Linked DNA regions of Mus musculus: regions 1, 2, 4, 5, 6 and 7 are each linked to region 3. Evidence: chromatin contacts called from public Hi-C, HiCAR-type and promoter capture Hi-C data. All regions are on one chromosome and are shown on one strand. Each heading gives the region's core, a stretch centred on a gene start, on an enhancer-like site or on the middle of the called end of the contact. The rest is flanking DNA. Distances are from core to core; before and after follow the strand shown. Region 1 has its middle 26 kb from the start of Gm39404. Region 2 overlaps Tbc1d2b (TBC1 domain family, member 2B). Region 3 holds the start of Plod2 (procollagen lysine, 2-oxoglutarate 5-dioxygenase 2). Region 4 holds the start of Slc9a9 (solute carrier family 9 (sodium/hydrogen exchanger), member 9). Region 5 holds the start of Chst2 (carbohydrate sulfotransferase 2). Region 6 holds the start of Tbc1d2b (TBC1 domain family, member 2B). Region 7 holds the start of Morf4l1 (mortality factor 4 like 1).

Evidence for each region. Promoter capture Hi-C pulls out the DNA fragments that hold promoters and counts their contacts. Hi-C and Micro-C count contacts between places; a contact is called where the count stands out from the background. HiCAR-type assays count read pairs that join an accessible place to other places.
Region 1: a promoter capture Hi-C map of hippocampal neurons shows a contact between it and region 3, with 8 times the contacts expected there. The contact joins the enhancer-like site here to the promoter of Plod2 in region 3. A contact is called at or near these places in 4 of 39 promoter capture datasets (cranial neural crest, hippocampal neurons, liver and 1 more), 1 of 484 Hi-C or Micro-C datasets (myocytes) and 2 of 115 datasets of contacts at active chromatin or transcription factors (embryonic forebrain and forebrain).
Region 2: a Hi-C map of myocytes shows a contact between it and region 3, with 4 times the contacts expected there. The contact joins the enhancer-like site here to the promoter of Plod2 in region 3. A contact is called at or near these places in 1 of 484 Hi-C or Micro-C datasets (myocytes) and 2 of 115 datasets of contacts at active chromatin or transcription factors (astrocytes and large pre-B cells).
Region 4: a contact with region 3 is called in a promoter capture Hi-C map of pre-B cells, with 6 times the contacts expected there. The contact joins the promoter of Slc9a9 here to the promoter of Plod2 in region 3. A contact is called at or near these places in 11 of 39 promoter capture datasets (the 3T3-L1 cell line, 3T3-L1-derived adipocytes, cranial neural crest and 7 more), 1 of 484 Hi-C or Micro-C datasets (muscle stem cells), 3 of 115 datasets of contacts at active chromatin or transcription factors (astrocytes, fibro-adipogenic progenitors and stem cell-derived neural progenitor cells) and 2 of 9 other capture datasets (adipose tissue and liver).
Region 5: a contact with region 3 is called in a HiCAR-type map of astrocytes, with 10 times the contacts expected there. The contact joins the promoter of Chst2 here to the promoter of Plod2 in region 3. A contact is called at or near these places in 11 of 39 promoter capture datasets (the 3T3-L1 cell line, cranial neural crest, embryonic stem cells and 6 more), 2 of 484 Hi-C or Micro-C datasets (both in embryonic stem cells) and 2 of 115 datasets of contacts at active chromatin or transcription factors (astrocytes and embryonic forebrain).
Region 6: a contact with region 3 is called in a promoter capture Hi-C map of second pharyngeal arch cranial neural crest. The contact joins the promoter of Tbc1d2b here to the promoter of Plod2 in region 3. A contact is called at or near these places in 4 of 39 promoter capture datasets (the 3T3-L1 cell line, cranial neural crest, hippocampal neurons and 1 more) and 2 of 115 datasets of contacts at active chromatin or transcription factors (astrocytes and fibro-adipogenic progenitors).
Region 7: a contact with region 3 is called in a HiCAR-type map of astrocytes, with 4 times the contacts expected there. The contact joins the promoter of Morf4l1 here to the promoter of Plod2 in region 3. A contact is called at or near these places in 4 of 39 promoter capture datasets (embryonic stem cells, hippocampal neurons, second pharyngeal arch cranial neural crest and 1 more) and 1 of 115 datasets of contacts at active chromatin or transcription factors (astrocytes).

The regions. Positions count from the first base shown.
Region 1 is chr9:94,609,780-94,612,479 of GRCm38.p6, reverse strand. No RefSeq gene overlaps it. Among named protein-coding and RNA genes, the nearest start is that of Gm39404, 26 kb to the right of the region's middle. Within about 2 kb of position 1,394, at least 29 of the 459 cell types and tissues checked have an H3K27ac peak or open chromatin away from gene starts, as enhancers often do. A contact at or near this core is called in hippocampal neurons, where this site is marked.
Region 2 is chr9:90,200,082-90,202,781 of GRCm38.p6, reverse strand. It overlaps Tbc1d2b (TBC1 domain family, member 2B), which reads left to right. Exons shown (of 13, transcript NM_194334.2): 13 at 1-735. It overlaps Adamts7 (a disintegrin-like and metallopeptidase (reprolysin type) with thrombospondin type 1 motif, 7), which reads right to left. Exons shown (of 24, transcript NM_001326351.1): 24 at 2,680-2,700. Among named protein-coding and RNA genes, the nearest start is that of Adamts7, 38 kb to the right of the region's middle. Within about 2 kb of position 1,426, at least 46 of the 459 cell types and tissues checked have an H3K27ac peak or open chromatin away from gene starts, as enhancers often do. A contact at or near this core is called in myocytes, where this site is marked.
Region 3 is chr9:92,540,938-92,543,637 of GRCm38.p6, reverse strand. Plod2 (procollagen lysine, 2-oxoglutarate 5-dioxygenase 2) reads right to left here and starts at 1,415. Exons shown (of 19, transcript NM_011961.3): 1 at 1,070-1,415. The coding sequence starts at 1,178. B430319G15Rik (RIKEN cDNA B430319G15 gene) reads left to right here and starts at 769. Exons shown (of 1, transcript NR_029474.1): 1 at 769-2,700.
Region 4 is chr9:94,668,576-94,671,275 of GRCm38.p6, reverse strand. It overlaps Slc9a9 (solute carrier family 9 (sodium/hydrogen exchanger), member 9), which reads right to left and starts at 1,384. Exons shown (of 16, transcript NM_177909.5): 1 at 1,040-1,384. The coding sequence starts at 1,214.
Region 5 is chr9:95,405,981-95,408,680 of GRCm38.p6, reverse strand. Chst2 (carbohydrate sulfotransferase 2) reads left to right here and starts at 1,411. Exons shown (of 2, transcript NM_018763.2): 1 at 1,411-2,104; 2 at 2,208-2,700. The coding sequence starts at 2,390.
Region 6 is chr9:90,269,461-90,272,160 of GRCm38.p6, reverse strand. It overlaps Tbc1d2b (TBC1 domain family, member 2B), which reads left to right and starts at 1,392. Exons shown (of 13, transcript NM_194334.2): 1 at 1,392-1,809. The coding sequence starts at 1,450.
Region 7 is chr9:90,113,495-90,116,194 of GRCm38.p6, reverse strand. It overlaps Morf4l1 (mortality factor 4 like 1), which reads left to right and starts at 1,375. Exons shown (of 12, transcript NM_024431.3): 1 at 1,375-1,659. The coding sequence starts at 1,620.

The sequences.
Region 1 (2,700 bases), core at 145-2,644, 2.1 Mb before region 3:
GGCATTTTCTCAGTTAAAGGGGAAAGGCCCCTTGTGGGTGGGACCACCTCTGGGCTGGTAGTCTTGGGTTCTATAAGAGAGCAGGCTGAGCAAGCCAGGGAAGGCAAGCCAGTAAAGAACATCCCTCCATGGCCTCTGCATCAGCTCCTGCTTTCTGACCTGCTTGAGTTCCAGTCCTGACTTCTTTTGGTGATGAACAGCAGTATGGAAGTGTAAGCCGAATAAACCCTTTCCTCCTCAACTTGCTTCTTGGTCATGATGTTTGTGCAGGAATAGAAACCCTGACTAAGACAATGTTAAAGTTGGAAAGCGGACTGACTGACTCTATTGCCTCCCTTTGGATCCCTTTCCTCCTAGCCAGACTGCCTTCTCTGGCCTCGGTGGGAGAAGAAGTGCTTAGTCCTATTGTGACTTCATGAGCCAGGAAGGATTGGTACCCATGGGGACTTTTCCTTCACAAAGGAGAAGTGGAGTTGTGGTAATGGTGAGAAGGAGGTGTGAAGGTGTAGAACTGGGAGGAAAGGAGGGAGATAGGGTTGCAATAGTGATGTAAAGTTAATAATTAATAAATTAGTAAATTAAGGGGAAAAGAAATAAAAAAACAAATGTTCTGTTAAAATTCCTAAAACCATACTTCTGCAAGTACCCGGACTGCTGGTTTGATTTCTGTACTTTCATCTCAAGCTTTTGTTATTCTTTTGCTTTGCTTCTTTATGATATCCACCATTATGTATCTCCTTTTCTGCTTCCATTTTTCAGTCTTTATTCTGTTATGTTTGAAGCATCATTTAATTCTAGAAAACAATTAAACATCTTACTGGCCCCTTTTGATTTCATATATATATCATATATATGTATTCCATATATATATGATTATATATATATATATATAGTCCCTTCACTAAAAGTTAATATTGGGCCATAAAAACTTCAATCCTGATTGATAATAGAACACAGAAAATATTAAGTGAAAATGCTTTATTCCAAGTGACATTGCCACTTACTCTTTAAGAGTATTAAAGAATTACCTTAATTCCCTCATGGTGGAAAAAAAGGCCATTAAGCTTCTGTAATGAAGGAAATATATATTTATAATGGAGCAAATGGCACTGTGCCTTTGTCTGAAGCAATCTCGATGTCCAATAAAGAAAAGCCATATTCAAATGTGGTGCCTCTGAACACCAGATATTATAAGAATTCCTAGTCAGCAGGATGTCTTGCCAAAAGCACTCCACAAATTGATTTAGGCTGTCTCACTAAATTGTGGCTCATTCAAAATCTTCCTCCAGTATGAAAATCAGCACCTGGTCAATTCCAGTCCAGACCTTGGCATCCAGTCATGTCTCCCCCGGGGTTCTGCATTGCATGCAGAGCATGCGCACTGCTTCTGGGAGCATGCCCACTGCTGGGGCTCATGTGCTCCCTCCTGCCTCCCGCTTTCCTGTGTGAGCCATAGCTTCACCCTCTGTTTGGTTACTGTTTTCTTTCTCCATTGCTTGTTCAGTTTCTATATAATCATTCCTTTTTGCTCTGACCCTTTATTTCTGCCTCCACCTATTTTTTCCCTGGGTAACCCTCTTTGATACCAATTGACAGTCTAAGTTTGTTTTTTTTTTTTTTTTTTACTTTCCAGAGGTTTCTGTTGCCATAGTGATGTTTCATGATTATCATGCCCATGACAACTTCCCGTGGCACTCTGGTTGCTATAACAATACCAATCAGTAGAGAAATCTGTGGGAACTTGTGACAAAGATGCTAGTTCACACCTCTGTGAGAGGCAGTTTGCTGGGAGACGCTTCATATTTAATAGTTGTTCATAGCACACACACACACACAAAAGAGAGTGCACAAATAAGGGCAACTCATTTTTCCTGGATTAAAACATTATGATACTAAGGCTTGTGTTTCACATCTTGAAAAGAATTCCTCCCTTTGTCTAGGCTTTTGTCTGGTCTTTCTTCCTACTTAAAAATCTTTGATAGAAATATAATCTATAATTTAAGAAAGAGAGCTGTTATAGGTATAACTCATCTCCAAATTTATATATCAAAATCCCAAACCGAAACATGACTGGCTGCTTCTGGAAATAATGTTTTTGAAGTGTAGTTACAGTGAATGAGCTTGTGAGTGTGAGGCCCTAATCTTATAGGATTAGTGTCCTTATAAGAGGGCATAGCAAGAAGAGGGGGAGCAACGGGAGCAGAGATCAAGGGAGGGTTCTGAAAGGAGGGGACAATTTAAAGTACATTATACACATCTGTTAAAACTGCAGAGCAAAACTTATTATTTTGTATAATTAATCTATATGCCAATAAAAACATTTTAAGATGACAGAGCAAGAAGGTAAGTCAGGAGGAAGAATGCTTTCACCAGGAATCGCACCATTTGGCACCTTAATCATATACTTCCGTTCCTCCAGAGCTGCAAGAAAATTAACTTGCCTCATTTAAGCCGCTTGGACTGTGGTGTTTGTTATAATAGCACAAGGCGATTACCATAAATCTCAATACTACTTAACATTCATAACTTCTGCTAGATCCTTTTGATTTTAAAGATGTAAATTTCTAGAGATATAGCCAAATAAAAACCACAGTATTACACTTGTACGTTGTTTGTCTCTGAATGCTAGATAGACCAGGAGGGACAGTGTGATACCACATATTACATGGTGTGAGTTGTTGTTACAGCTTGCTTAGTCTA
Region 2 (2,700 bases), core at 177-2,676, 2.3 Mb after region 3:
AGCCAAAGCACAGCCTCCAGCGTGTGGGTCCAAATGCACGTGCCACAGTAGAGGAGCACCCTGCGCTTGGCGCCCCGTCTGGTGGGACCTACCGATATTCCAACCGTTGACACTTTTATATTTTCACTACATTTTATATTTTTATAGACTATTTTATATTAAGGTTTTTCTAGATCCTGTACAACTTTTATATAACAAGTTCTATTTTGTGTGCACGACTCCCCTGTATGTATTTATATCAACCCGAGCCTCCCAGATTGCAGGTCCCTCTTGTGCCACCTTTTCCTCTTAGCCTTGACTGTCCCTCTCCTCTGCTCACCCAGGTAGCCTCAGGGGCTACTTCTAGCCGTGATAACACCCGAACAGCAGTCACTGGTCAGCATGTACTTCTCTGGTGTTTGTTAGCTGTGGTCTGTTGATACAGGAAGTACTCTGGGCAGTACCCAGTCAGGTTACCACACTATGTTACCGCACAAACCCCTCTCCCTCAGTACAGTGGGTGTCCTGATGCAGCGACCTCTGGGTGGGTGGCTGGTCAGGAAAGTCCTCGAAGACAGAGGCTAGATGCAAGCCCGATGTATGAGGCTCTGCTCCTGTGGGCAACTAGGGGACTTGAGGGCACACTGCCAAATGACTGTCCTTTCATATCACAGCAGCTTCCCTGCTCATCCTTGAGTTAAATGTAGACTTGTAAAGGAAGAAATAAACTAATTTTTATTACATTCTGCCTCAAAAGGTAGGTGTAGTCATTTGTGACAGAAGCCTCTACGTGGTCTTGTGGTATGGGGTGTACATGAGGGCCTTCTCCAGTTTGCCAGCCTCATGATTCTTATGTGTCTTCTCTTGGTTCCACTGGAATGGGAGACAGGGTGCCCTTCTTGACACTGGTAGGCCTCAGTTGCCCTGAGTACCATGGGTGAACTATGGGCAGAGGCTGAAGTCATAAGTGAAATGCTGCCTGTTTCCAGACAGTTTACCCACCCCACACCTCCCCCCTTGGGAGATAGGCACCCTTTTGCACCAGCTGTGCATGCCCAGCCTGAGTCACGGCTTGTTTGCCTCCTGTCTGTGTGGACAGCTCAGGCCCAGCTGCCACGAGGGACTCCCCCAGACATCTCTGGAAAAAACCAAGAATGATTAGGACCAAATGTCTTTCCGACGGTGGGAGGGGGGGGTGGGAGGGGAGTTCAACCAGGGCTCTTCAGTGTAGGCCTAGACCTATTACACTGCTGCTGGTCTTTGGGAGACAGATTTATTCAGCAAGGCCAGGGGAGCTCCTAAGGCCACACAGCATTACTACAGTAATGGCAGAGGCCAGAGCTGGGTCACGGACCCTAGGGCTCCGCCACAGTGCCAGCCCCTGCTGTGTACGAGTCTTGGGCAAGGAAATGGCTCTGCTCCCATCTTTGTGAGGAGTTGCCATGGGAGTGGATTAGGCAAGGTTATAGGAAGCCATTACTCAGAGTGGATCCCTGGGGCCTCTTTGGGCCCACGGGGCTGTTGCAGGCACAAGTAAGCAACAAATCCAATAAGCTTCTCCACCCACAGCATGGTAGTGCCTGGACGCACACAAGCCACCAGGGACTTGCTCTCCTGAGTGACCTGATAGACTGCCTGACTTTGACCGAGCCATGTACCGGGAGCCCAGAATAGGAGGTAGGGGTTCAAGGTTTAAGAGCTATACTGAGCCTGTACCTCCTAGGTATGTACTCCTGGGCCAGTCCCTTCCCTCCACTGTGACCTTCTCACCTGTTTGACTTCAGGATGAGATGGCAGGAGCATATGGAACCCAGAGCTGGGTGAACATCTTGACCCCTGAGAGCGCCAACCCCCACTCCAGTCTCCCCACTCCTAGGTAGAGCAAGTCACAGGACAGGCGTAACACTGACTGGGTCCACCCCCCTGATGCCCTTTCATAGTCTCAGGGAGCGACTTCCAGTGTGCCCATGTTCTCAGTGGCCGAGTGCCTTCATGCTTCCACGTGCACCTCACTCTGGCAAATAAAATGGGACAGGTGCCCCCCTGGAACCTCAGGGCCTCAAACTTGGAGGAGGACCCATAATGCCATCCAGAAGACTCCTGAAGATGGCTCACAGCCAGAAGGAAAGGGCAGTCAGGGGCCTAGCCTGGGAGGAAGGCTTAGTTATTAATACCCTATCACTAACCAGGATCCTCTTCAAAGTACCTGCATGCCCAGCCGCTCTCAAGTAGCACATCTGAGCCTTACCTACTATCATGCCCCAGGTAGTCCCCATGGGAGACAGGACAGCTTGATGCATGAGTACACCTGCCTCTATTTCTGTGAAACACAGGTCTCTGAGGACCTTCATGGAAGATAGCAGGCAGAGGTGAAGAATGATCAGGGACATTGAACAGGACTCCCTGGATCTCTTGCCAACCTGTACCTCCTGCAAAGACCTTCCTGCTCATACCATGTAACCCTCTGGGGATACCGCTTCCCTAGAAGCCACCTCCACCGCCTTCAAGACCTTGCGTGTCTACATTAGGCTGCTTTTCATGGCCTCTGTGCTGGTTATGCTGATTTGCCCCCAAAGAAACAGAGAAGCTGCTGACTGCTCTGACTTCCAACAGGGGACAGGGTAGTAGCCATTTGACAAGAGGTGGGTAGGGCGGGGTCACATTGGAGAGTCTCCAGATCCAAAGACAAGGCCAAACCACTCTGAAAGGGTAGATACTCAT
Region 3 (2,700 bases), core at 166-2,665:
TTTGTTTGTTTGTTTTTAACCTCAAATTTAAAGGTAGCAGCCTGGCATGGATATACTCTGTAAACAAGTGAGAAGTCGCATCGAGGTGGCATAAAATAGACAGAAGCTGAAGCCAAACTCTAAAATTAGCAAATCCTGGCGGTTATTTTTACTTATCAATAAAAGCTTTTGGTGTTTTAACAAAGACCGTTTTCAGAGTAAAGTCTTATATTCTGTCTCTATTCTCATTTATCTGTGTGATTTTTCTAGTACTATGCTGAAAGAAATACCTTTGATATGAGATAAAAGTTACTTCAAAATCAGAATACTCATACAGGTTCAGATTTCCCTGTGACTGCAGCCAACAAAGCGAGCACTGTTCCACAGAACCAGGTGCTTCTGAGTCCTTAAGTTTCACCTATTGCGCCATGAGAAAGACAAAAACCGATGGTTACAGGGTCCAACTGGACTTGTGCCAAGTGTTACCCTCTGAATTGGAATTCCAAGGTAGAAATGTTTGCTCCTCGCCTTAGTTTCCAGAGGAAAAGAATCTAATTAGTTACTATAGAATGCAAAATTAGCGCATCCACCCACTCATCACCAGAGTGCATCGGGTCATTTAAACGCAAGGCTCAGTTCCAGGGAGCTGAGCCCAGGGCCCAGAAGTAGAAAGGACCAAAGAACTCCCCTGCGCGATACAGCAGCGCTGCAAGTCCCGTTGAGACAAATAGGCGGCGGGGCTCTCCTCTGGCTGAACCCAGAAAGTTTTGTTCACACGAACTTGCCTCCAACTACTAGCTTTAGCTCAGCTTCCGAACACCGGCCAGGGCCAGGGCTCAGGGACGCCCCAAAGTGTAACGGAAGGAGGAGTGGGTGGGAGCACACTGGGTCCGATCGTAGCCGGGTCCCGAGCGCTGCGTGTAGACAGAGGCAGGATGGCAAGCTGCTTCCCGGGGCGCAGGAAAGGAGGTCCCTGCCAATCTCAAAGCAGGGAGCCCCGCGGCTAGGTCCCGCAGGGATGGAGCAAGCAAAGAGGAAACATGCCCAGTTCTCTCTAGACCGCCGGTGGAAACCAGCAAGCAGAGCTCACCTGCAGGGATGCGCCCGGGCGTCTCCTCCGCCACGCCCAGGCCGGCCGCCCAGGAGAGCAGGGCGAGCATGGGCATCAGCCGCCCCGGCCTCGCTCCGCGGTCCCCCATCCGCCCCTGAACCCGGGAGCCGAAGGCCTGTGGCGAGGACTTCTCGCGAGACGCTGAGACCCCGAAGAGCGCAGGACCAGACGTGAGCCCGGGGCTGGAGCGGAGGGCGGACTGGGAGGACTGCGTGGGTACCGAAGAGCACGGAGAGGATTGAGCGGACTTCGGCGGAGTCCGAGCGCAAGGAGCGGACGACGGAACCGGAGGCGCCCGCGGCGCGGGCTTAAGAGCAGCCAAGGAGGGCGGGGCCAGGGCCGGGGGCGGGGCGCTGCTCCGGGACCCCGCGTCCCGGGCTATCCCGGCTGCACCCCCACCCTCCGAGTCGCCTACGCCTACGTGCACCGCCTCACGCCGGGGCTCCAGGGAGCTTGCTTGTGGAACGTGCGCCCCTCTGCTCTCCCGGGGTTCCAGAAGCTTCCTCGGCACGCCCTGGCTAGACCTTCTTTCTCTACTGAACCCGGCGCTCCCGGAGGTGAGTGGTGACTGCGAGGGCTTCAGTCTGCTTGGCTGAGTAGGCGCTTGTCACACTCCCAGCTGTTCCTTCTGAACTTCGCCATCACCGTGTCAAGGAAGGCCATGCTTTGATTTTAGTCTGTAAACAGAAACTTTTCATTGTCCGGTGAACATCTCTGCCGCTGCTGGTGCCAGGAGAGCCATAGACTCTTTCCAGTAATGAAGCTTGTAAACCCGACGGAGTCCAAGCCCAGCTTGGGCAACCTGAGGCTGTGCTTTAACAAGATCGCCCTGCCAGGCACATGGAAAATTACTTCCGAAGATGTAGAGGAGCCATTCCTGGTCTCCTGGGAGCTACCTCCACTGCTTTGGGTTTTGATTAGTATGTCTATGCAAAGTCATTTGTCCTCTGGTTTTTACACTTTTAGTCCCAGGATTTAAACTGAGTTGTGCAGGGGTGAAAGTTTTGACAACTTTGTCTCACACACTCCGTGTATGCTTAAAAATGAAGAAAGAATCAAATTGACCGCGTTCAAGAAGCTCGTAGTTAAATCTTCCTGCAATGGGAGGAGAAAGGAAATACTCGTTCTAAGTCTGATTTTTTAAAGTTAAAATTACTCAAAGTTTATGATCACAGGTTTTGTAAAATTGGCATAAATTCAAGAGGAATACTAGCTAGCAGATTGAAAGCAGGTGGGAAAATGTGTAAATATTAGGAGTGTGACATTTAAAGGAAAAAATAATCATGAGACTGAGCCAGTCCTTGCTGTTTTGAAGGTCTTGGTGTGTCTGTCCTCCTCCCTCTTTTTAATAAAGGAAAATTGGGGAAACTTCAGACATGAGTAGAAATAGTCAAAGAAATGGAAACTGTGATTGCAGAAGAATGGAGTAAGGAAGAATGAAGTGAAACTTTTTTTTCTCTGAAGAGGGTCAGCTAAGAAGTGGATTCTTTTACAGTGTGGGTGGCAGGTGCAGCGTCATGAATCCAAGCAGGGGCAAGTAGAATCAGCCCTCAGAAGAAGGGCTGGTCATTTGGCTAAATATGTTTCCAGAAATCCAGACTTGGGCCTGC
Region 4 (2,700 bases), core at 135-2,634, 2.1 Mb before region 3:
GTGCCTTGTAGCTCATCTTAATAAACTAGATAAACCAGGCTAGTCTGTACAAACTCCATAATCACATTTTATTAAACTTCCCAAAAATGATGGATGCCATGGTAACTTGCACAGAAAGAGCATCACTTTGGGAGGTTAAACCTTAAATTAAAACCTTTTTTCCCCTCTGTAGTTTAAAGAATTGGGTGTTCTTACTTATACATATTATTCCAGCACCCAGGAGGTTGAAGCAGGAAGATCACTGTGAGTCTGAGGCCAACCTTGTCTATAGAGTGAGACCTGTCTAAAATGAGAGAGAGAGAAAGGGGGAGAGAGAGGGAGAGAGAGAGGGAGAGAGAGAGGAGAGAGAGGGAGAGGGAGAGAGAGAGAGAGAGAGAGAGAGAGAGAGAGAGAGAGAGAGAGAGAGAGAAGTGTGTGTGTGGTGTGAGAACACAAATAAGTATTATAAACAAGACCATATTAAATCAGGCTAAGCAATGGAAAATGTTAAATAGGAAATTCTTGGTTTAACACTTTTATTATCAGAAGCTAAAATAGTGTTCACAGGATGAAAAAGGATTTGGACACAATTATTCCCATTACAAGGGTGGGGTCTGTTTCTACGAGTATTTCTTCTTGAAAATAGTTGAAAGGGTATTTCCTCCATGCAGTCTGAAGCCATTCCCTTAACTTTGCCTGGCTCCTCTGGCTGCCTGTGGAAGAGGCTGCGCTGACTGACTGCATTGCCACCACAACCTACTACCATGACTAGCGCTCCATGACTCCCCGCATGACAAAGGACTGCAGCTGTCAACAGACTCACATACTGTGCTGCCTCAGAGCCTGTCACTGTGACAGCTGCTCTGTGGTCAGGCGGAATTTCTGCCGCTCCTCTGGAAAGAGGTTAGCATCCCTAACACTGCGGCACCTCTCGCTGAGCTAATGACACTTCAATCAGCATGTTCCCCTCACTTTCTGCACTTTGCCATCTGAGCACAAGTCTCTAATTACTACGCCCAGGCAACAAGTTACACATCTACCCCACCATTTACACACTCACCATACACCATCGCCCCTCCAGTCTCATGCAAGAAGCGGAATCGGTGATTTTTAAATAACCAGATTGTTAAAATGGTAAGGATGAGCAAAAAATTAAACGCGAGTAGCTCCACTGCTCCCTGGTGTTGAAAATGATCTTCATCCTTCCCTGACGTAAACCGAAGCTGCCCAGCCATTCTCCACTCGACCGACTGTGATGCTCAGAGAAATCCCTGGACAAGGGATGAGCCCTTAGATGAGGGTTGCCTAGGATAGACTGGCGCCCACAGAATTTCAGAATAAACGCTGCTACTTTGTTGCTACTTCGCAAGCAATTCAGATGGCTTAGCATTCAGACCGGCTTCTCGTTACAACTTCCTGTTTCTCTCTTAAAGCAGCCCCGTCTCTTTTCAAACTCCAGAGGGTGGTTTCATCATAAAAGATTCTGTCTTTAAATGATTCACTCTGGAAAGAGATCTTCCACACTGGTCAAATCTGCCAGCAAGATGCTGATGTCCAGACTCGTGGCCCTCCTGTTTCCAGCATGATTTCTTAGTCTGTATGCAACTGGCAAATTGTACATTGATAGTAAGACAGTTCAACCCGGCACATCAATAGTTTTCAGATTCAAAAGGGCAAGTCCAGACCCTTAACTTCACCTACTCAGGTTTCTCCCCTCCCACCACAGCCTCCCAGGGGAGGATTGACAGGTATGATTTCACAGGACTATTTCTGAAGTTGAGAGGCACAGATCCAGTGCACGATTCTCTGACTTTTTATAATTGCCGGTCAACTAAAATAATCAAAAAGAAAAGTCTAGCCCCAGTCCTTTAACGGTGCTATTTAAATTTGTTGAAGAAAAAAAGGAAGAGAGATAGAGAAGGTGGAGGATGGAGGGAAGAAGGGAGGGAGGGAGAAAAGGGAGAGGGAGGTGTTTAAGACTGGTACCTCCAGTTCTTCTGCTTCCTAGGCAAACATCAAGATTTCCTTGTCTTTACCAATCAGTCACCATGCAGCCAGGTCTGCTGTGGAGACCCCCACATCTCACCACATGGTAAAATGGACGAGTGTTAATGTCTGGCTTCTATTCTGATAGAATTAGAATTCCATTTCTGTATTGTAAGGCACCCTGAAAAAAATATGACACTAAAGGCTTTGAGACAAACACATAATAATATTATGGTCTTACAGACCTGTAACTCTAGCGTTCAGGAAGCTGAGGCAAGAGGATCGCTGTGAATTCAAGGTCTCCCTGAGCTACATAGACACTGGAAGGTAACTACCCATCGGAAAGCTAATTTCCCACTCTGGGAGAGCATCAAGCACTCCAGTGCCTCAGCCTCTTTGCTTATGCAACTCCGAGCTGGAGTTGGTTTTCTCTGTGTGCTTGGCTCAGCAGGGGGCATCTGTGTGCACAGCAGATGTTTTTACCCATGGTCCCTTTTGGCACGCATCTCTGTGATGACTAATACTGGAGTTGTCTTGAAGCCTGTCAGCTATTGCTTGCAAGCATTTGCCAGCAGCCTCACCTTCCGTATTCAAAAACCCACAGGTGAGTCGTTAGATTTACAAGATAATGCAAATTCAAAAACGAGAGAACTTCCTGGTTTTGCTGCTTTTAAGGCAGACTTGCTCTTCGATTGTCTTACCACATCTCTTTCCCTCTTCCTGTGAAGAGACCCA
Region 5 (2,700 bases), core at 162-2,661, 2.9 Mb before region 3:
TTTTTAAGTTTTAAAACCTGAAATGAAACCCACACAACAACAACAACAACAACAAAAACTGAAACAAAACAAAACAAAAATCCCAAACCAAACTGAAACAAAACCAAACCAGTTAAAGCCATAAAACAATTGAATTAAGTCATTTTTTTTTCAACAATCCCTGTACCCAGAAGATTCTGTACAATACCCTGAAAAAAAAAAAAGTCGTCAATGGCAACGCTTTAAATTTAGGAGGGTCATCAGCCGAGGTGGGCTGCTCCAGGTAGACTATGATAATTTTGCAGTAATTATGTTTTACTTGTAAAAGCTTCTGAGAGACGGGGGGCAATCAGTCTCCCAGTGATCAGTAGTTCACCTCCGGACCGCAATGACTCATCTTTCTGCCCTTCTAGGTGGAAACTGGAGTACAATCTTTCCTATGTGCCCTCTAACCTCCACCCATCCTGTAGCTGTCCCATTTTACAATGGAAGTTTATTCCCTCATCAGCGAAAGAAAAGTATACAAACCAACGCAGACCAAACTAAAAAGTAACTTTCAACGTCCAAAAACGTTTTCCTTTGCGATCAAGTTCTTTGATCTCATCTCTTCCTCTTTAAAGTCAATGGACTCACTATCACACCACAAATTTAAACAAAGCGCCCTCCCCTCCCCCCAGCAGCCCTGTCTCAGAGGGTGTCAGCAGAGGTGGAAACTCCACAAGCCTAGAACATCTGCCGGGCAGGAGGTGGGGGTGGGATCATCGAAACCTTGTGGCCTTGTCCAAATCCAGGACACTCGGAAAGGTTGCGGAGAGGCATACTCTGAAGCCTCTTCAGTGACCCCGGGCCCAGAAAGATTTATTACTTCCTCCTTGAGGGAGAAACCACAAACCCGCTGGAATGGGCTAGCACCAGGGCCAAGGCTTCAGAACTGGGTTCCCGCTGCACACAGCGCTGTTGGGCGGTGCTGCTCGCGTCCTAGGAGGGGACACCAGTGCTGACCGCTGGGGATGAAAGGAGCGTACGTCCGGGGTATTTCTGCTCAAACTTTTATCACCAACTCTTCTCCAGAGCGAATCCTGGGAGCCGAGTCGTGCAGCTACAGAGAACCCAAGTCTCCGGCTGTGCGGGCGAGCTGGGAATCAGGCGCCGGCGCCGCGCCCCGGGCGCACCTAGAGCTCTGTTCTGCTACTAACGGCTGGAGGCCCTAGCAGCGCCTCCTTGAACCGGGTCGCATCTCCAGCCCCTAAGGAGGTGGCGGCGGGAGTCTGGAGCTGCGAGGAGGGCGGGTGTGGGACAGGCAGAGGAGGAGGGGAGCACGGCGAAGGGGAGGAGCCGGGGCGACAGACGGCGGCGCGCACCAACCCCGAGCGGGCTGGCAGGAGCCGCGCAGAGGCCGGCCCGAGCGCGTTGCAGGCGCCCGGCGTAGGGGGAGTCGGGTAGCAGCATCCTCCCGGGCGCCGCTTTAGTGCGGCCGCGGCGGGGGCTTCCTCTGCCTCGGGACCTCGTAGGGCAGAAGCCGCTGGTGACGCGGGGGTGGGGGGTCCCGCTCTTTTGCCTTCAGCTAGGTGTACAGAGTCCTGGGCCAGTCCGCGGCCACGGAGCGCCGGGGCTCGCCTGAGCCGCCCGCCAGGACATCCTCCGGGTGATGGAAGAAGCAGCCGCCGCTGCGGGGCCGCGCTGCACCCTATCCGCGGCCGCCGGAGGGATGGGAAGGTTCGCTACGTGGAGGCCAAGAGAGAGCGATGGAGAGCAGAACAGCCTGGAGCTGGGGCGTATGTAAGCCACCCCCCACTGTCGCCTCCTGCCTGCTTCGTGCCCCAGAGCCTGGAGGGAAGCAGCGGTCCCGAGAGACCTAAGGAGACGTCGCTGGAGCCGGGACGCGCCGCGCTCGGTGGAGCGCAGAGCTGGGCTCCGGGCCCGGTGAAAGTTTCCCCTCCCGGGGTGCAGGGCGCCCGCTGCTGGAAAACTCTGCCTAGGGCTAGGGCAGCGGAGTCTCGCGGCTCCCTCGAAGGCTTGGGGACCCCTAGCAGAAGAGAACCGGAGAGAAACCGAGGAGAGTGCTAGCCGGACAGTCCGCCGGTCGGGGATCTGGGGACGCTCCGAGGCGCACCCTCCGCTCCAGGTGAGTGGAGGAGCCCGCAGACTAGAGGGTGGGCGTTACTCAGGCGGAGGAGGCATCTGGACCGGAGACTGGGCTCACCCATTCACTCCGCTTCCCCTCGCAGGTCCTTCTCGGAGCCGCTGCCATGGGAGAGCCAGCCCTGGGCGCCGGGGACCAGCAGCCTCTGCCGCCGCGCCCGCCTCGGATCGGCGGCCCCAGTCCCGGCGCCCGCAGCCGGCCTGCAGCGTCCCCCTCCTGGGCTGCAGGGCCGCCTCCGCCGCGCCGCCGGCCCCGGCTGTGCCTGTGATGAGCCGCAGCTCGCCGCGAGCTCTGCCCCCCGGTGCGCTTCCCCGGCCGCTGCCGGCCGCGCCTGCCGCCGTGCAGCGGGCCCTGCTCCCGCCGTGGCCCCGGCGCGCAGGACGCCGCTGGCCTGCGTCCCCGCTCGGGATGAAGGTATTTCGCAGGAAGGCGCTGGTGCTGTGCGCGGGCTATGCACTGCTACTGGTGCTCACGATGCTCAACCTCTTGGACTACAAGTGGCATAAAGAGCCGCTGCAGCAGTGCAACCCCGACGGGCCTCTGGGTGCCGCGGTAGGGGCGGCCGGGGCCGGCTGGGG
Region 6 (2,700 bases), core at 143-2,642, 2.3 Mb after region 3:
AGGTGAGCTTTGTACTCATCCTTCCTTCGCCTGGAATGCTGTTCCCCTCCTCAGTCTCTAGTTACCGTTCCCCCTCCCATCTGACGTAGGTCTCTGCTCACTTCTTAAGATCTGCCTCCTCTGACCAACCTACAAAAGTAGCTTACCTTCATCTTCCTTTACAAACTCCATCCTTTTACTATGTTTTGTTTTGTTAAGCACTTAAAAACACCTTGTGAGGTTGTTCTGAGGGTTCAAATAAGTTGATACAGGAAGTACTAGGAAGCTGGGTGGGGCTAGCACATTCCTGTAATCCTACCACTTGGGAGGTGGAGGCAGGAAGATATCCAAGGCTCAGTGCCAGCCCAGGCTATGTGGAGAGAGCTTGTCTCAGTCCTACATTCCCGACACCCTCAAGTAATCACTGGCAAGTGATGTCTTATAGTTAGGGTCTCTATTGCTGTAATAAAGAACCATGACCAAAAGGCAGGAACCTGGAAGCAGGAACTATGGAGGACTGCTCCACACAGCTTGCCCTCTTATGACTCGCCCGTCACTGTTTCCCCAGCCTGCTTTCTTACTTCATCCAGGACCACCTGCTCAGGGGTGGCACGGTCCACAGTGGGCTGGACCCTCCCACATCAATCATCAATCAAGAAAATGCCTCCCAGACTTGCCAGCTTCCCCCCCCCCCCAATTAAAATTCCTTTTTCCCAAAGGACTATAGCTTGGGTCAAGACAACAAAACACTACCAGCACAGTGGTATTTTAAGCAACCATCCTTATTTCCAGGTCATAAGGGCATTTGTGCAGCAAAACAACTTCTATTTGTTTGCCTTTTAAAATGTGTGAATTATTGTTGTGCTTTATTAGAATATAATCTCCATGAGGCTAGGAAGTCACTGCCAAGTCTCCAGTGTGTGAATCCTACACAGAACGCCCTCCATAAATTTTTTTTCATTCAGTGAACAAACCAGGATGTAGAGAGGCAGTACATACTTTGGCTTCCATTCACAAACTCTACAAATATTTACCGAACACCCACTCTGTACCAGGCAACAGGCGCTCTCATTTTCGTAGTATGAGCCTATGACTGGCTGGACACGGATTTTAAAATCAAAGCTTATTCGGAGTTCAGGGCAGTGTTAAGTAGACTTTCCTTAGTTTTTTTTTAGAAACCCACTCGTGGAATCCACGCTCGCATAAAGAAACAGAACTTTTTCTCCCGGGATAGGGCGGACCTTGAATGCCCAAAAAAACAACTAGTAGAGGACGGGTGGAGCTAGCCTGGATCGCTAAAGAACCCAGGCTACCCACGCTGCGGGGGCGCGGCGGGGGCGGGACTACAAGTCCCAGGCTGCTCAGCGCGCCACGGCCCTGCGGAGGGCGCGGCGCGGGGAGGTGGGCGCTGCGGCGGCGGCCCGGAGGAGCGCGGGGCGGGAGCGCGGGCGCGGGCGCCGGCGGCAGGCCATGCCGGGGGCCGGGGACGGCGTGGAGGAGAGCTGCAGTGGTGGTGAGGGAGCGGTACCGGGAACAGGCTCGGAGGCTGGGGCGGTGGCGGGACGGGAGCCCTCGCGGCTGTGCGGCTACCTGCAGAAGCTGTCGGGCAAGGGCCCGTTGCGCGGCTACCGCAGCCGCTGGTTCGTGTTTGACTCGCGCCGCTGCTACCTCTACTACTTCAAGAGTCCCCAGGACGCTCTGCCGCTCGGCCACCTGGACATCGCCGACGCCTGCTTCAGCTACCAGGGCCGCGATGAGGCTGCGGAGCCCGGAGCAGATCCGCCCACACACTTCCAGGTGCACAGCGCCGGTGCAGTCACCGTGCTCAAGGTGGGACGATCGCGCCCCGGTGCCCACTCGTGTCCCGTCAGCAGATTTCCCCCTCCACCTTCCTTCCTTGTCCCAAAGGCCTCCTCCTGTCCTGCCCAAGCCTCTCTTTGCCACTGCCTACTCTGATTCCTTCCTCATTCTTATCTTTTTTTGCCCTTTACCTGTGCTTGGACTATGAGGCTGAGTCAGGGTTGGGGGTTACACAGCTAATCTTTTGACACTTTGACCCATTATCTCCCGATACGCCTTTCCTCGCTTCCCTCCTGTGTCCACGCTCACCATTCCTTGGATGCTGTGGGAGACCCTCCCACAGTTGCAGGCTTCCACCCTCCATCCCTGCCTAATTTATAACTCCTCCTGTGACCTTGGGTCCTCTGAAAGACCCCTCTGTGCTTCAGCTGCCTGCTCTGTAAAGTGGGGACAACAGTATTGGGATTAAGTGGTTTCCACTCTCAAGTGTTTAGTAAATATGGTACATTGAGTGCTATAGCCAGAGGCAAGTGATACCAGGGCCCCGGGAACTAATTTGCCACAGCCCCCTCTAGAGAGGTCGGGGTACTCCAGCAGTGCCCACTCTTGCTTCTTGGAAAAGGTGGGAGGGGTTGCTTCAGCTTATGGGAGGCTTCCTTAGGCTTCCCCAGAGAGATTTGAGTATTGGAGGCTTGGCAATGGTCACCAGTCCCGGGGCAGCATTTCCCTGTTGCTGAGAGTTCTAAAGGCCAGGACCTTGACATCTCCTAGGAATGGTCCTGTTTGGAGCACCCAAGGGCCTGGACCCCTGGCCTAGGGCTGGGCTGCCTCTCACTCTGGGCCTTGCTCCCCGCTTGGTTCCCTGAGTCTCCACCCTCCTTTTTCTGGCTTCTCTTCCGTCTTGCAAGCTGGGCTTTCTCC
Region 7 (2,700 bases), core at 126-2,625, 2.4 Mb after region 3:
TGCTGTCCTGATTTTGAATCAATGATGAAAATGTTCACTCTTATACCTAGCTTCTTCTGCACAACATACTTCTGTTGATTTAAAATCAGAGAGTGGAAATAACATGTGTGGCAAGGATGTGGGAAAACAGGTATCCTCAACTTGCTGGTTGAAATGTAACCTGAGAAAACTTTTCACAAAGTAGTTTAAAGTACATCAGAACCAGGTTTGGTGGTGCATACCTCTAAATCCAGCACTTGGGAGGCAGAGGCAGGTAAATGTTTGAGTTTTGGCTAGCCTGGTCTACAGAGCTAGTTCCAGGACAGCCAGGGCTACACAGAGAAACTTGGTCTCAAAAAAAAAAAAAAAAAAAAAAATAACTGAAAAAAAAATAGAGACAGAGTTTCAGGAGCTAGACACTGTGAGTTCATGGTCCTCTCAGTCTATATAGCCAGTTCCAGGCAAGCCAGGGTTAAATATATTTAGTAAGACTCTGTTGAAAAGAGAAAAGGCTTTGACATAAAGGTTTGCCTAGGATAATTAGGTAGCTACAAAGTGTGGAAGGGCTTCAAATATCAGGGTGACTGTTTTCTGACTTATCTCCCTAATTAACAGCTCTGATCCTTTGTGTGCAATTCATGTAATTTAGTGGGTACAGGGGTACAGTGTTATTTCACAGCAGAGTACATTAAGGAGTTTTTGAACATAGGAACAATGTGAAGAGAGGTTTTGTTGTTGTTGTGGGTTGGGTTTTTTTTTTTTTGAGTATACATCCAATACTACCCCAAAGAAATAAGATGGCAAAAGATGGTACAAAGGGGTTAAGTATGGAACCTTGACTTTGACAGCAATCCAGGTTTGCCCCCTTTAGTGAGACTAAGTACTTCAAGAGTCAGAAGCTGCAATCTACAAATAGTCATGGGAACCGGACCCCCACCCCCTCCCAACCCCCAACTCCCTCAAACAGGGCATGGCTTTCTAGACACCGAAGCTTCTGGAGAGGATCACCTTCTCACTCGCATCTAGCTTCATTTCTGGCTTCCAGCGCTCTCCTAGGCCAAGTCCTGGTGATGCCGTGGAACTCAGGCTGCAGAGACAGTCCTGTCCTCAGGCCACTTCAACACCCCACCACATTTACCTGGCTTCATTTCCTATCTAAGCATCTGCCCCCCTTGAGTTTTTCCCATCCTTTCGTCACTAGCTAGTGATTTACTTATTCCTTCCTCTTTGTCACCTACAGAAAATAAAAATCTGGGTTTTAACAAGCCTCTGGGGTCTGGATACTTAGAGGGCTGGGGTTGGGGACAGGGGCGGTGGTGGATCGCGGGCGTGGGGGGGGGGCAATTGTCTCCCACTCCCCTCCCCCACCCTGCTGGCGTCATCCGAGGTCGAACTACCAATCCCGGCATGCCTCTGGGCGGCACGGGCGCAGGCTTGTGTGCGTAGCGGTTAGCCGTTGGCTGAGGCGGCGGCTGCGCGGGTCGCGGTGCTGTGAGGTCAGGCGGCGCTGGCAAATCGCGCCCAGGATGTAGAGCTGGCTGTGGCCGACGGCGCGTCTGACGCTGAGTTGGGTGGGGTAGAGAGTAGGGGGCGGTAGTCGGGGGTGGTGGGAGAAGGAGGAGGCGGCGAATCACTTATAAATGGCGCCCAAGCAGGACCCTAAGCCGAAATTCCAGGAGGGTGAGTGTGCCGCTTTGGGGAGAGGCATCTAACGGTGCACGGGAGAGAGGCTGACTCAGGGCGCTGGAGGTTTGGGGGTCGGGGTCGGCGGGGCTTGCGGCCGGGGGAAACCGTGCAGGCCTTGCTTTGTAAGGGGGAAAGGCGCACTGCGGAGGGTAATCTCAGTGCGTCATCCGCGACAGTGCTCGGTGGCGCGAAAGCGAGCCCCCGGCCACGGCCAGGGCCGAGGGCATCTCCGTGCGTGTGGCAGAGCCTCGGCGCTTGTTTGTTTGTTTTTCCGAGAGCGGAGAAAGTCTATTGAAGGGAGGTGCCCGGCGGGCGGGTGAGCGATGGCGACGGCGACGGTTGGGAGGTGATGTGGCGTGGGGGAGGGGAGCAGCGGCAGCGCATCCTCCCCGCTTAGCTCTCGGCCGCGGGCCGCGCGGGCGACTGTGGGCCGAAGGTTCGAGGCTGTTGGACAAACGAGCGGCTCTGTCTCGGCGTTGTGTGGAGTTCTGCTGTTGGGAGGACAGGGGATGGGGGGTGGGCTGTGCGCCCCGCGGCGGGAGAACTGCGTTGTAAGATGGCCGCGGCAAGATGGCCGCGCCATCATGGCTGCCGGCGTCTCGCAGCTTACACGCAGCTTCGGGCCAGATGCAGCGCCCCCTGGCACGGCGATCACGCGCAGACCAGTTCCTCCTCTTGCCTCTGAGTGATGGGTGGGGACAGAAAAAAAAATAAAACTGGAGCCGCCCGAGCGAGTTCCTAGGCTTGCTGTTGCCTGAGGGCATCGTTTTGCTGTTTTTGGAGCTGTGCGCCAGGGCCCTTTAAGTACTCTGTGCTCTGCCGAGCGGTTCTCGTGGAAACAGTTTTTAGTTCCTCCTTAGGGCGTTTCCATCTTGAGATGCATGGCCTCTTTGTCATTTTTAAATACAGTAGTTGCTTGACTGGTTGTAGTAGTATTCGATTTTAATGGCGATTTGAAAGCTAACGCTTATTAGTTGGCTTTGACTGAGAACGTTGCTGATGAACGGTTACTGCTAATGGAAAGCAGTTACTCGG